2 separate regions of the Mustela erminea genome follow, and region 1 is linked to region 2. A link is a contact called in public Hi-C data. All regions are on one chromosome and are shown on one strand. Each heading gives the region's core, a stretch centred on a gene start, on an enhancer-like site or on the middle of the called end of the contact. The rest is flanking DNA. Distances are from core to core; before and after follow the strand shown. Region 1 holds the start of FKBP3 (peptidyl-prolyl cis-trans isomerase FKBP3). Region 2 holds the start of TOGARAM1 (TOG array regulator of axonemal microtubules protein 1).

Region 1 (6,477 bases), core at 2,263-4,762, 140 kb before region 2:
ACCACCCATATCCCGTATGTCCTACAAAGAGCATTCAAACTGCTAGCCATAATAGGCAAATGCCTTCATGACCTAGACCTTAAGTTCTCCAGCCAATCCCACCTCTTCACCTTTATAATTCATATTTATGTAGTACATAACTAGAAGGCACTGTTAAGTAGATTGCACACATTATGTCATTCAATCTTGGTAACAACTCTTGACAGTTAAGTATGATTTTACCTAGCTGCCAGAGAATGACACTGCATATCTACTACCAATTTTTGAATAATTAACTTTGTTCCAAAACTCCACCCACACCCTATTTTAGATTACTGCCTCAACCATCATCATCTACACCTGACACTTGTTAGGGATTAAAAAACAACAACAACAACAAAAAAAAAACAACCCAGGCAGCAGAGACACTGGTTTGAATGACAGAGTATTTTCTTCACTGAAATAAGGTGAGGTTTTTTTCATAATGATAACACAATCAATAACTACCATCATTAATAAGTATTCACCAAAATACTCTTTAACAGTATGTTCACAGTACAAAATACTTTTAAACGAAATATTACCTGGCAATATGCATAGTTTCCAAGAGCTTTATGAGCTTCATCGATAACTAGACACTTTATTTCAGCAGCAGGACAAGCTCCTCTAGAAAGATCATTTACCATGACTTGAGGTGTAAGAAAAAGGACTCTCTTACTGTGCCATATTTCCTTCCTGGTGAAAGCCTGAGTAGATCCTGTAAACAAAAGTGACATCCTACATTCTAAATACCAGGACTGTTACCTTTAAAATATCTATAATCTAACCTAATTTCAGAATGCAGTCCTGTTTTGGTAATCTGCCTTCAGACAAGAACAATTTAACAAATCATTGAAATGTTAAATTTTAAAGCTCTGTTGTGATCCCAGTGTTAATGCTGAGACACAACTAGACTGTCTTTAGAGAATTCCTACAACATGGCATAATAATTGAAGAAAAGTAAGTTCTTCAACTGGGAAATCTTTCTGGGGAAGAAAGCCAGAAAACCTCCTGTTCACTTCTGATGGGGTGTACATACAAATCGCTTCAAAGTACTCCGACAAATTACGGAGAGTCTCTGAAAATTGAGGAGAGCAACCCTTTTGGTGAGGGCCAAACTTGTTACAAATAGATAATGCTTTAAGAGAGAGAATGGAGGGGCACCTAGGTGGCTCAGTGGGTTAAGCCTCTGCCTTCGGTTCAGGTCATGATCTCAGGGTCCTGGGATCGAGTTCCACATCCGGCTCTCTGCTCAGCGGGGAGCCTGCTTCCTCCACCCCCTACCCCCCGCGCCTGCCTCTCTGCCTGCTTGTAATCTCTGTCAAATAAATAAATAAAAGCTTTTAAGAGAGAAAGAGAGAGAATGAATGGAAAATACGGATACTGTGATCTGGGGAGTATTCCTCCTGGGTTAGGAATTCTTTTAGCTCAATTTCCACCAGAATGCGTGCTTTCCCGAGTTACCCACCCCCCCCCCCAGTTTCAAATTAACCCATTTTCTAACATACCTGTCATTTCGGCCATGTGGGACTGCGGAATACCCATCACTCGGTAGCAAGCCTCGATCTGCTGTGTGACCAAGGGTTTCGTGGGGGCCATGAAGACCACCTTGCCGGAAGGGAACCACCGGTAGAAATTGTACATGACCACGGCGGCAATAAAGGTCTTTCCCAAGCCGGTAGGCAGACACACCAGCGTGTTGCAGAACAGAGAGGTCCGAGCAATGTGCAGCTGGTAGTCCCGCACTGGGCAATTAGTAGGGTAAATCCACAGGGAGCCCGCTGAGGTGCAGAAACCGCCATTCTCTAAACTCAGCTGCCGCTCCGCCTCATACACTGCAACCAGCAATACATCATCGTCTGACTCCCGCTGAGCCTCGGTAGCCTCTGCAGCGGGAGGAAAATGTGCCCTAGAGATGCCAGGGCTCTGAGGCCGCTCAGGTCCAGAGCTGCAACCCGGAGCTCCGGCGGGCCGAGAAATGCTTGAGCCCCACGTCTGAAAAAGTGTTCTTTGCCGTCCGCTCATTAGGATGACGACCACCCAAGGCTTCGCTCAGACGCTAGCAGTTCCAACAGCTCAACCGCCACCCTTCCGATCCCCATCGGCTACCTTCGCACAAAACAGAGGAACGTGAGGGCGGGACTGCAGCCTGTTCATCTAGTTGAAAATGCCGCCACTGAGTATGCGTCGGAAATCTGATTGGCTAGCTTCCCGGAAAACCTCGCGGCCTCCCGGAGACGGATGCGCACGGTTCCGGCGTTAGTCTGAATTTGGTCCGCGGTTCAGTCTCTTCACAGACTCTAAATATAAGTTCCGTTCCCAACGACTGTGTCCCGGCCTCATTGCTAAAGTGATATTGCTTAAAATGATAAAACAAAAACAAACAAAAAACAAAACGAAACAAAACAAAAAAGTCTTTGAGATCCTAGGGACAACGGATACCCATTTCTTTAACGTTATCGAGCGAGTATTTCTTATTCCTTGTTGGCTGTATTTTTAAAGATGTGAAAAGCAAAAGGGTTAGGTTGAATTAAATATCTTATTTCTTTTTCCAAGCCGAAAAAACAAAAATGCACGGTCTCTTTTTCACAAAGGCAGCCCATTATTTTACTATTTTTATTGTTAAGAGGGAAGTGAATGGTTTGGTCCCGCATTCGTGGGGAAATTCGAAAGCAAAAAAAGGAAGGCTTTCCCGGCTCCACCGTTACATCTCCATAAATGATATAGAGCGGTACGCGTCGGGGTGGTATTCGTCTAGTCTAGCGAAAGCTTTCTACCTCAGGCTTGGATACAATTCCCGATTTCTCCACCCTAAACCTTGGCAGCTTGGGGAATAGCCTCTGTACATTTGCTTCCTCGTGGACACACGAAGTCCACGGACCGTCAGGTTGTTTTGAGCATTAGTAATATCACTGTCGTCATCCGCAAGCGGCATCCTGCGAGGAGCTTCCTCACGTCGCTTTATTTGGTCAAATGTCTTGAACTTGCTTTGAAAAAAATTTTCTCGTGTGTTTTTACTTCTTCGGCGGGGTAGGGAACAATTGTATTTTAATTTCACTTGGGTGAGTTTCAAAAGGGAGATGTGGGCTTTGGGTCGTTCTGACGGGCAAGGACTGAACCTATTCAGGTGTGAACTTTTAGGCTAGAACTAGATAAAACGTGATTAGAAGTCTGAATGTTTTCTTAGGCAGGTTATATACAGGCTCTTAAAGGCATAGCAGCCCGTCGGGAATACACAAGTGTAGGTAATGGCTGGTAAATACCACTACCAACACCCGTTGCTCGACGGGGTTCCAATTAAGTGCAGACGACAGCTTCAGGTAACCCGCACAGTCCGTCGTAATGACCGCATCATCTGGATCACACCCGCACTCAACCGAGGCCTTCTACGTACAGCCTTGACGTCACTCAAGGACGCGCACCAATCCCGCCACGTCGCACCGTGACCCCGCCCCCTCGAGCTCCACGCGAGGGTCACGCCACGCCCCGGGGGCGGGGCGATGCTGAACCTAGGCGGGCTGGCTCAGTAAAGCAGAGGCAGCGGGGGAAGATGGCGGCGGCCGTGCCACAGCGGGCCTGGACCGTGGAGCAGCTGCGCAGCGAGCAGCTACCCAAGAAGGACATTATCAAGTTTCTACAGGACCACGGTTCAGATTCGGTACCAGATGCGGCGGGGCGGCCGGGCTGGTGCGGCTGAGGGACGCCTCACCCCCCCGGAGATGCCCGTACATTCCGTATTCCTCCGTGCCCCCGCCCTCGTCCTCCCGCGGCCGGTGGCCTGGAAGGCCGGAGAGGCCTCGCGTGCGCGGGGTAGCCAAGCTCCCGCCCTTCCGGGCTGCCCCATTTGGGAGGGGATATCGGTTTTATTTCTTGGGGCAGGCAGGAAGAAATCGCATAATTAAAACCTCATTGGGGTCCTTGAGTGAGGGTGGAAGCCATGAACAAGAGCTCAGGAGATACTGGGGGTGGGGACGGGTGCCCGAGCTCTAGGGACCTGGGTGAGACCCCTGCGGTGGAGAGTAGGCCATTAGAGAAATGGTAAGGATTGTGAAGACTTCTGAGAACGGTATGTTCGTTTTGGTTTTTCTCATCAGTTACTAAATACTGAACGCTACTGCGTGTAATTTTTTAAAAATCCTTAGATTGCGGTTTAACTTTTTTAAAATATCGACTCTTTACATGACCTTTTCACCTTTATACTGAGGGTAGGTAGATGCTCATTTTGTGTGCAGTATCTCCCATTGTTAGAAACTAAGATGTATTTGGCATTCTTTATCCTTGTACGCCCTGCATTTTTCAGTCTAGTCTCCATCTTAACCACCCAACTCTGGTCACAAGTGTTTCGGGGGGTTTCTTTGGTTTGGTGGTTTTTGGGTTTTTTTGGTCAGACTTTTTTCCCTTCGGAAATTAAGATCATTCATACCTCTCTTAAATTGCCGAACCACTGCACAGTTCGTGCACTCTGCATTCCCCGTTTATGGGAAATAGAAACAGCAGTCTGTATGGTTTCTCTACAGTTTTTCATTTAAGTTCTAAACTTGCATTAGAAAATTTCTTTCTGGGTTCTTCTGTAATGATGTTTATTTTCATTTTGAAGTTTTTTTTTTTTTTTTTAAGATTGTGTTTATTTGAGAGAGCGCGCAAGCAGAGTAAGCAGCAGACGGAGAGGGAGAAGGAGGCTCCCCTGCAGAGCAGGGAGTGGGATGTGGGGCTCTCATCCTAGGACCCTGGGATCATGACCCCAGCTGAAGGCAGTCCCTTAACCAACTGATCCATCAAGGTCACCGATTTTGAGGTGTCTTGAAAAGGAAATAAAGTTATTATCTAGCAACCAGTTCCATACACCTAGAATAAGTATCCTGACATCAGCCAAATACTTAACATCTATAGCAAGAGCTATGCTCAGTGTTTGGTGATACAGGGTAAAAGAACGACCATGCCTCAGGTATTCCATTTTATACCATTTTAATGGAGTTATTTTCTCTTAAGCCAATTCATATTTTCAACGGGAACAATAGAATAAACTAGGCATTATCATTAGTTAACATTTAATGCCTCAGTCCTGTACGTCATCAGATTCTTAGAGAACACTGTACAATCAAATGTAAGACAGGCCTATCGGGACAATTTCAAGAGACTTGAGTTATCAAAATATTTTTTGATAGATTAAGTGCATATCTTAAGTGCATATTCTCCAGTATTCATTCACATACTTAAGCCTATATTTGACAGTCACTATTTTATTGATCATAAGATATTAAGAAGATGTTTGCATTTTGGATATTTTTGGGATCTTGCAAAAGAAATGACTTGAGTGCTAAAAGCAACTGATACTTCCATTTAATCAAAATAACCTTTCCCCATCAGTCTTTATCATTTAGAATATTTCTCTAATTGGGGGAGAGAAAAAGCAGAGGAGAAAAGAATACAGCACTGATAGTGTTAGAAAAGTTCTTTTATCAAAGGACAGAATATGCCAGAGGACAACGTTGAGAAAATAACAAAAATGAGGAATCAAGGACCAAAAGGCAGAAAAGGAAGCGGAATAAAATAAGGAAAACAAAGACATTATTAAAATCCCCACATTGCTTGATTTTGAGATGAAGTTAGTATTTTCATGTCCATTTACCAACGTAGTTTAAGTTTGCCAACTTTAGAGAAGTGGAATTCTGTTACTTTGGTTTATTAAGTACATTGTTATTAGTCCTGATAGCTAATATTTTTTGAGTTCTCACCAGGCAACAAACTGTATGTTTAAATGTATTAAATGGACTATTGCATTTATCCTTAGAACAACCCTCTGACATAGATGTTGTTATTAATCTTCCATTATGATACCGAAACGGAGTCTTTAGGAAAGCTTAGTCCTTTGTCTTAAGATCAGATAGCTAGGATTTTAATACAGATGGTCAGACTCCTCAGCCTACACACTTTACCACCATATATCCAGCATTGTGTAACAGTGCTTCCCAGTCAAGAATGAGTTACAGCTTTGTCAAGATAGGTAGGCCCAAGATGGTTGGAGATTCCTAGGACCATAGCCAAGTAACATCCTGCCAGTAGCAGCATCATCCAGTTACCAAAATGTGCTTGCTGTGTAAATGTTCTGCAAGTTTTGTAATGAGAAAAGCATTAGTATGCAACAGTGTAACCACTACATAGTATTACAGTTACAGTCTTGTCAATAATTTTTATTAATACACTGTATTTTTTAATCTTCCTTAAATCTTTTTTGTTAAGAAGGGTATAAAATATATTTATTTCATTTTTTCCATCATAAGTAGTTTTATTGAAGATATAATTACTAACATAAAAGGTCATTTTTCTGAATTTTAGACCCTTATTACATGAGGGAGATTATTTTGACTAACCAGCTTTTTTTCTTTATAGTTTCTTGCAGAACATAAGTTATTAGGAAACATTAAAAATGTGGCCAAGACAGCTAACAAGGACCATTTG
Region 2 (6,776 bases), core at 2,692-5,191:
GGTCTGGCACAAGAAAGGTACAAGGTAAGCCTGGACATCCTGAAGTAAAGGAAGTGTTCAAAGACTAGAGAGTCACCTCAGTGGACATAAGAGTCAGCCACTGGTCAACTTTGAGCCAATTTTAGCATCAAAAGGAATACTGGTGTATTTAATACAGAACAAAAAAGAATGCCAGATAACAAATATAGAATGTAAGAATAAAAAAAACAGATACTGTTTCTCTGCAGCCCTTGATATAATAAATGGAATAGGTAAGGATCATTACTGGATGTTGGCAACAGTGGCTGAAAGGTTGTTGGGTTATTCATAGGGTCTCAAAGTATCATCCTGCAGATCGTGTGCTAATTATAAAGAGGAAGATAAACTTTACAATAGAGTGTCTGGTTATCACTACCTAAACCCAGTAGTAAAATTTAGCTCACCAGTAGCAGGACAACCTGATATTATATGTCTCCGGATGTGATGTCCTGTTCACAACATCTCCTATGTAACATTTTTGCTAAAAGTGTTTATCTTGAATGTAATCATAAAGAAACAATCAGATAAATTAAGAAATGCAGAAAATTCTACAAAACTACCCCAAATTCTTCAAATAAGTCAATGTCATGAAAGAAACAAACAAGGAGGTATATTGTTCTAGATAAGAGACAAATTAACTACATGAACCTTGACTGGAATCTGGATGATTAAAGTAAAACAAATACTAGAAAACGTTTTTTAAGGGACAATTGGAGAAATTTAAATACAGACTATATATTAGATATTAATGAATTACTATTGATTTTCTGACGTGTGTTAATAATGTGATAAAGGAAAATGCCATTCTTAGACGATATATATGGAAATATTTAGGAATGAAATATCAAGATATCTGCACTTGCGTTCAAATGGTTCAGCAAATGTGAAGCACACATGGCAAGATGACATCTGGTAAATATAAATAAAGTAGATGGATATTCATTATACAATTCTTTTAAGTTATTTATAGATTTGCAATTTTCAAAATAAAAAATTTGGGAGAAAATCAGTTCAGATGTCACATCTTCTTGGAAGACTTTTTAAACTTTTCTAGTTATATTATTTTTTCTCTTTTTATATTCCTGTAGACTCTTTATATTTCTACCTCAGTCCTTAACAAACTTGATACTGTCCATTTACAGGTCTGACCTTTTCCCTAAACTTCATGGAACCAGTCTCATCTTCATTAACAGAACTTAGCTCTTCATCTGACATGTACTAAATATTTTATGGTTTATTTATGGATGAAATAATCGATATCCCAAATGGACAGACCAAAACTGAAATCCTAGTATTGTCACTATCATATTGTGCCTCAAATTCAATGAAATCCATCAAGCTGTAAGCCTATTAAATGTTCCTACCTGATCTGTATCTATATAATAGATACAGTAGATATGCACATCACCATTCAAACCAAATTAAAAACAAAGCATAACAATCCTAAGGCAGCCTCACCCTTAAGTCATTACAGGCCTAAGTTCATTTTAAATTCTTTCTAGTTTCAATTCAAGGCAATTAGCAAAAATGCATACCTGTTCTATGTCCTTGGAATTGGAGGTCTGGTTTTCTCCCGAGACTCCAGGCTGTTCATTTTCCCATGGTAATTTATTTTTTCCTTTTCCTGCACTTAATACCCTTCGGGTACAGACAGTTGGACTGTAAGATCCATAAATTTGCATGCTGTCCCTTGTGTGGTCTCCACAGTGACAGTGTGCACTCTGAGTTCTGTTACCAGCCAAAAGCCAGTCTGTATCTGCTCCATGTGCCAGATGGCTTGACCTACCCTGGGCAGATGATGGCATAAGCATTGCATATTCCACAAATCCCTGTTCTGTTAACCTTGGGAGGGTTTTTCTAGCCAATCTGGCCTGCACAGCATTCATCACTCCATCTCCATTATCTTGAAGTTCAACAGTATCCACAGCTTTGAAAAGGATGCTAGTTTTTCCTGAGCCCATTGACGATGCCAACACAGCAAAGGCTTCAAGAGCTGCTTGACGCACCCTGCGTTTGCTATCTACAAGAGCTGGGGCAAGATTAAAAGACAGTTTGGGTAAGTCAAAATCCTCGCTGGGATAGGTCAGGAGGGAGCAGATACAAATGTTCACTACCTCCTCCCTCACTCTGGAATGTTTATGTTTGAGATGTTCCAGGAGTAAACAAAGCACCTGTTGAGGACCTACTTCCTTCATCAGCTTGAGGAAGATCTTCATGTATTCTTGTTTGATTACCAACTTGTTGTCTGCCAGCACTTTGACAGAAGCTGCTATAACTTGTCCCAAGAACTGCTGTACCTGCTGTCCTAGGCGAATAACCAGTAAATGCAGGACCTGAAGTGTGCCATGAACCACTTTGAAGTTAGAATCATCTAACAAATTATACAGCAAGCTAATGAAACCGACAAGACTGGAATGAGGGGTAGAACTAGGATTAAATCTTCCTATCACCTGTTTTAATTCCTCGACGGCCTGAGTCCGGTTCTTATAGTCTTCCTGATCTAACAATCTTGAATGCAGCTCTTGAGGAATAATCCCAAATTTAAGATTGCTGTTAGAAAGAGTCACTGTACAGGGGAGAGGATCTTCAGCAAATCCAGAGGCTTCAAGTTCCAAATAATAAGGAACCTGACTTCCAAATTGGGCCTCCAGACGGCGATTGTAGTGTCTCCTCAGGGCAGATGGCAGGCGAGAGATATAGGACTGAAATCTCTCTTGGCCAAGTCGTTCCCCAATCTGCTGAAGTGCAGAGAAAGCAGTCTCAGATTCTTCTTCTATCTCCTGATCGCCAAGCTTTCTGGCGAGGGATATTATTACCTCAGTGAGATCTAGGTTGAACAACAAATCCTCAGGAGTAAGCAAGATCGGGAACAGCAGTGCTGTGGCAGCTCGAAGCCGGGCATCCGTGCTTTCCAGTCCTTGCTGTATAAGCGTTCTCAGCACCTGTCCAGAACTACGTTTCAGACATATATGTAGGATCTGTAGTGCATCTTTCCGTAGGGCTGGATTCTCTTCTCGTAAGGAGACAACGAGCTGAGGCAGAAGTGCTAAGCTAAAGGCCTCTTCCAGCTGGCCTGCCTCCCCTTGACCCCGGATAACGTCCGAGAGGAGTTGCAAGCAGAGTCGCTTCTCATCACTACCCCCTTCCACAAGCACTCGGCCCAGGGCCCGATACAATGCTTCCTTCCGTCGGGGGAAGCCGAGTCGACCGCCTCGCCGTGGCAAAGCAGCCTGCAAAGCCTGGAAGGCCTCGGAAGGATCTGGCGCGGTCCGGAGGAGTTGAAGAAGCCGAGTCTCGTCTTCATCTCCCCCCGACAAACCACCTCCAGACCCAGACCAACTACTTGTGATTGCCTCCGCGGGCATCAAGAGGGTCGAGGCCAGAGGCGAAGGTGTCGGCGGGCAGGAACCGTGGTCTCCGGCGGCTCCACGGCAATAGTTTTTCTCGCCTCTCATGGTGCCTCCACCTCGATTATCATCAGTCTGTGGGGCGGAAGGACGACTGCAGCTCTGGAGGCGATAGGCACAGAGGGCTGGAAGTTGCGGCAGCAGGAGCAACGCAGAGGGCAAAGCCGCCATGGAGGGTCGTCAGGTGGCAGAGGCGGGAGGAAACCATCGTCTCTGAAGGGCTCGATGGAGCCCAGCCTTCCAGTTCCTCTCCAAGCCCCAAGCTGCAGGGGAAGAAAAGGAACAGCTTCAGTTAGCTGCCAAGTCTCCCTTAAGAGGCTGGCTTCGGCAAAATGGCCCCTGCCGGAGCCCTAGACCCCACAGCAGCCAGCGGGCGTAACCAGGGGCACCACGTGACCAAACCGATGGCTTCCATGGTGATCTACCCAGCGCAGACCCCTTGACCCGGAAATTGACGTGTCGTGATGAATGCTGGGTTATGTAGTCCACGTCAGGTGTTACGAATAAGCAGCAGGCTCCTGGAAAAGGAAGTGAGAACGTTACGAAAGTAGAGAACGTCTCTAGAGCCGAGAAGGCGAAAAAGGGTGTAGGCACTAGGCGGAAGTGACGTTTCCGCTCGGAGCGGAACATCCCCGCCCCACCCGAAAAGATTGGGGTTTGAAGACAAGTGAGGATCCTGCCCCGATTCCAGTGGTCCTCGACTCCTCCTCCTGTCGTTGCTGGCGTGATTCCTGGGACTCAGGTATTTTCCTTTTGCTGTCCTCCTGCGGCGCAGGCTTTGGCAGAGTTTTGCAGGAGTGACGCTGGTGCTGCCGTAGAGGTAAAGAAATGCACGGGAGCTAGCAGGGAGAGAGGCGACATCTTCTTGTGCAGGGTTTGTTACCGTTGTAAATACGTTGCTTTTTGCACCCGGAGTAAGTGCGATCCTTCCCTCCTGACGTCCGCGTACACTGACTGGAGATTCGGACCAAGGCCAAGCTCAGAGCTCGGGTACTTTTTTTTTTTTTTTTCCCTTTTTCCCCCAAATTCTGGTCTTTGGGGCCCTTATACTCCGCCCTCCCCCCTTCCTTTTCCTACTTCGCTTACCCTCTGGTGGTGGAAGTTTAATGATTTTCTTTCATCTTTCCTTACTTTCATCATTTAAAATTCTCTTTTAAAAACGTAATCAATTTTTCCTGTATCTTACCACGTCTTTTTGAGACGTTCTCAAAGTCTCCTAATGCAGTTCCCACTCTGAGACTTACTCCTTCCTTCCTCCCGTTCTCTTTGCCACCCCAGCATCTCTGCAGAATCCTTGCGCGTCTCTGCAGCCTTTCAGTCTCCTGGAAACAGATTGCAAAGACAGTTTCACTTGCGGTTGAAGTCCTTGGCATCAGGGACCTAAGAGAATTCTGCCGTGTACATTTAGGGCTAATAATAGACGTTTCTTTGTTTTAGGCGAAGTGTGAATTATTGGCTAGCGTTCTCTCCTTGTTAATGAAACTTAAGCGGACACAATTGAAGAGCTCGAGTGTCTGGCGTGAGGCTGAATTCTTTGAAGTGTGGAAGAGCTATTTTTTGAAGGAATAACACAATTAGTTACTTTATAATGACCCATTGAGAAAAGGCTGAGTTATTTTTTGAAGTCTCTCATGCAGTTTAAATGCAAGTGAAGTCAGGATAATTGAGTTACACATGACCTTTTATATTTAGCCATAATATATACTTTGTAAATAATGTTGCTGGATAATGCAAGTTTATTTTTTTTTTTAAGATTTTATTTATTTATTTGACCGAGACACAGCGAGAGAGGGAATACAAGCAGGGGGAGTGGGTGAGAGAGAAGCAGGCTTCCTGCCGAGCAGAGAGCCCGATGTGGGGCTCTATCCTGGGACCCTGGGATCATGACCTGAGTCGAAGGCAGACGCTTCACGACTGAGCCACCCAGTCGCCTGCATAATTCAAGTTTAAACATAATTTCTGTTCGTTGTCTGAAAGCACATTTCGAGTATCATAAATTTCTTTTTTGTCTTTTGGAAATAGAGTAAATGTAAATGAGGCTTGTGTAAACATCGTTATGTTTTGATTTCAGTTCTAGGTTGTTATTTTGATTTTAATTAGTCATTTGGTGTTTAAATGAATCTGCCTAATTTGGTTTAACTTTATTTCAGTAGACCACATCCCCCCTTTTTTAAATTAAAAAAAAGAAAAATGTAGGGATAGTGCAAGGGCTGAGGAGTGAAAACCAAGAGAGGATTGTAGCAGTCCTCAGTTAGAAGGAATGTCTGGTTCTCATATTTCCAGTGTAAGAAACGCATATTTATACATTTACTCATATATGCTTAGGCTTCAGTAACCTCACTCAAACTAAACTAAATATGAGAATGATGTACACATTAGAATGTACCTATTAGAATGCCAGTTTATGTTAGAATAGAAGATAACCCTTTCCAGTGATCAGAATTTTCAGGTTGAAAAATCCAGTGCCGTATTGACGAACATGGGAAATGGAGGTGGTGTGGTAATCATGAAATCAAAGAAAAGGAACTTCGGGAGTCTTGAATGATATATCATCAAAGTTATGGTAGAAACTTAAGAATTACTCCTTCTCTCCATAAAGAATACTTTTCAAGGATTGTGGATACTTAAGCCAACCAGTTATTGTGGCCTTTCTCTTAGAACAAAGCAAAATGAGTCTTTATTTTCACCCCTTTTCTCAGGGCTCCGTAGATCACTATGTTATAGATTGCAATTTATTTTATATCTATTACATTTAATGTCTTTGATGAAGACTTGTTAGATTCATTAGCCCCCATGGTGGATATTTAGGAAATGGGACCTTATCAACATCGTGTATCCTACTAATTTTCTTTTAAGATTATTTTGTGGAAGGCAGATCTCATTCATTTAATGTATATTCTACAAAGCAAATTTAAAAAATCTTATTCTTGAATTCCAATGATCCAAATTATAGGAATTGTATATTGACCTTTTATATTTAGCCATAAGTAGAGATAAAATAAAAATTTTTAGATCAAATTCCAGAATAGTGGAATATACTATGTGTTTAATAGTATGCCTTTGAAAGTTGAAAGGCCGTAATTAAGAATACATTGAAAAGGGGAGCTTGTGTGGCTCAGTGGGTTAAAGCCTCTGCCTTCAGCTCAGGTCATGATCCCAGGGTCCTGGGATCAAGCTCTGCATTGGGCTCTCTGCTCAGCATGGAGCCTGCTTCGCCCTCTCTCTCTGCCTGCCTTTCTGCCTACTTACGATCTCTGTCAAATAAATAAATAAAATCTTTAAAAACAAAATACATTGAAAATGGGTAAAACAAGTTTAAAACATCAATACTTTTTTAAAAGTTTAGTTAAA

The links. A called contact is a pair of places that touch in the nucleus more often than the background predicts.
Region 1: a Hi-C map of spleen shows a contact between it and region 2, with 4 times the contacts expected there. The contact joins the promoter of FKBP3 here to the promoter of TOGARAM1 in region 2. A contact is called at or near these places in 2 of 3 Hi-C or Micro-C datasets (skeletal muscle and spleen).

The regions. Positions count from the first base shown.
Region 1 is chr5:94,669,655-94,676,131 of mMusErm1.Pri, reverse strand. It overlaps FKBP3 (peptidyl-prolyl cis-trans isomerase FKBP3), which reads left to right and starts at 3,512. Exons shown (of 7, transcript XM_032344137.1): 1 at 3,512-3,676; 2 at 6,409-6,477. The coding sequence starts at 3,569. FANCM (Fanconi anemia group M protein) reads right to left here and starts at 2,372. Exons shown (of 23, transcript XM_032344126.1): 1 at 1,527-2,372; 2 at 564-736. The coding sequence starts at 2,043.
Region 2 is chr5:94,527,710-94,534,485 of mMusErm1.Pri, reverse strand. TOGARAM1 (TOG array regulator of axonemal microtubules protein 1) reads right to left here and starts at 3,941. Exons shown (of 20, transcript XM_032344110.1): 1 at 1,554-3,941. The coding sequence starts at 3,596. KLHL28 (kelch-like protein 28) reads left to right here and starts at 4,038. Exons shown (of 5, transcript XM_032344120.1): 1 at 4,038-4,167.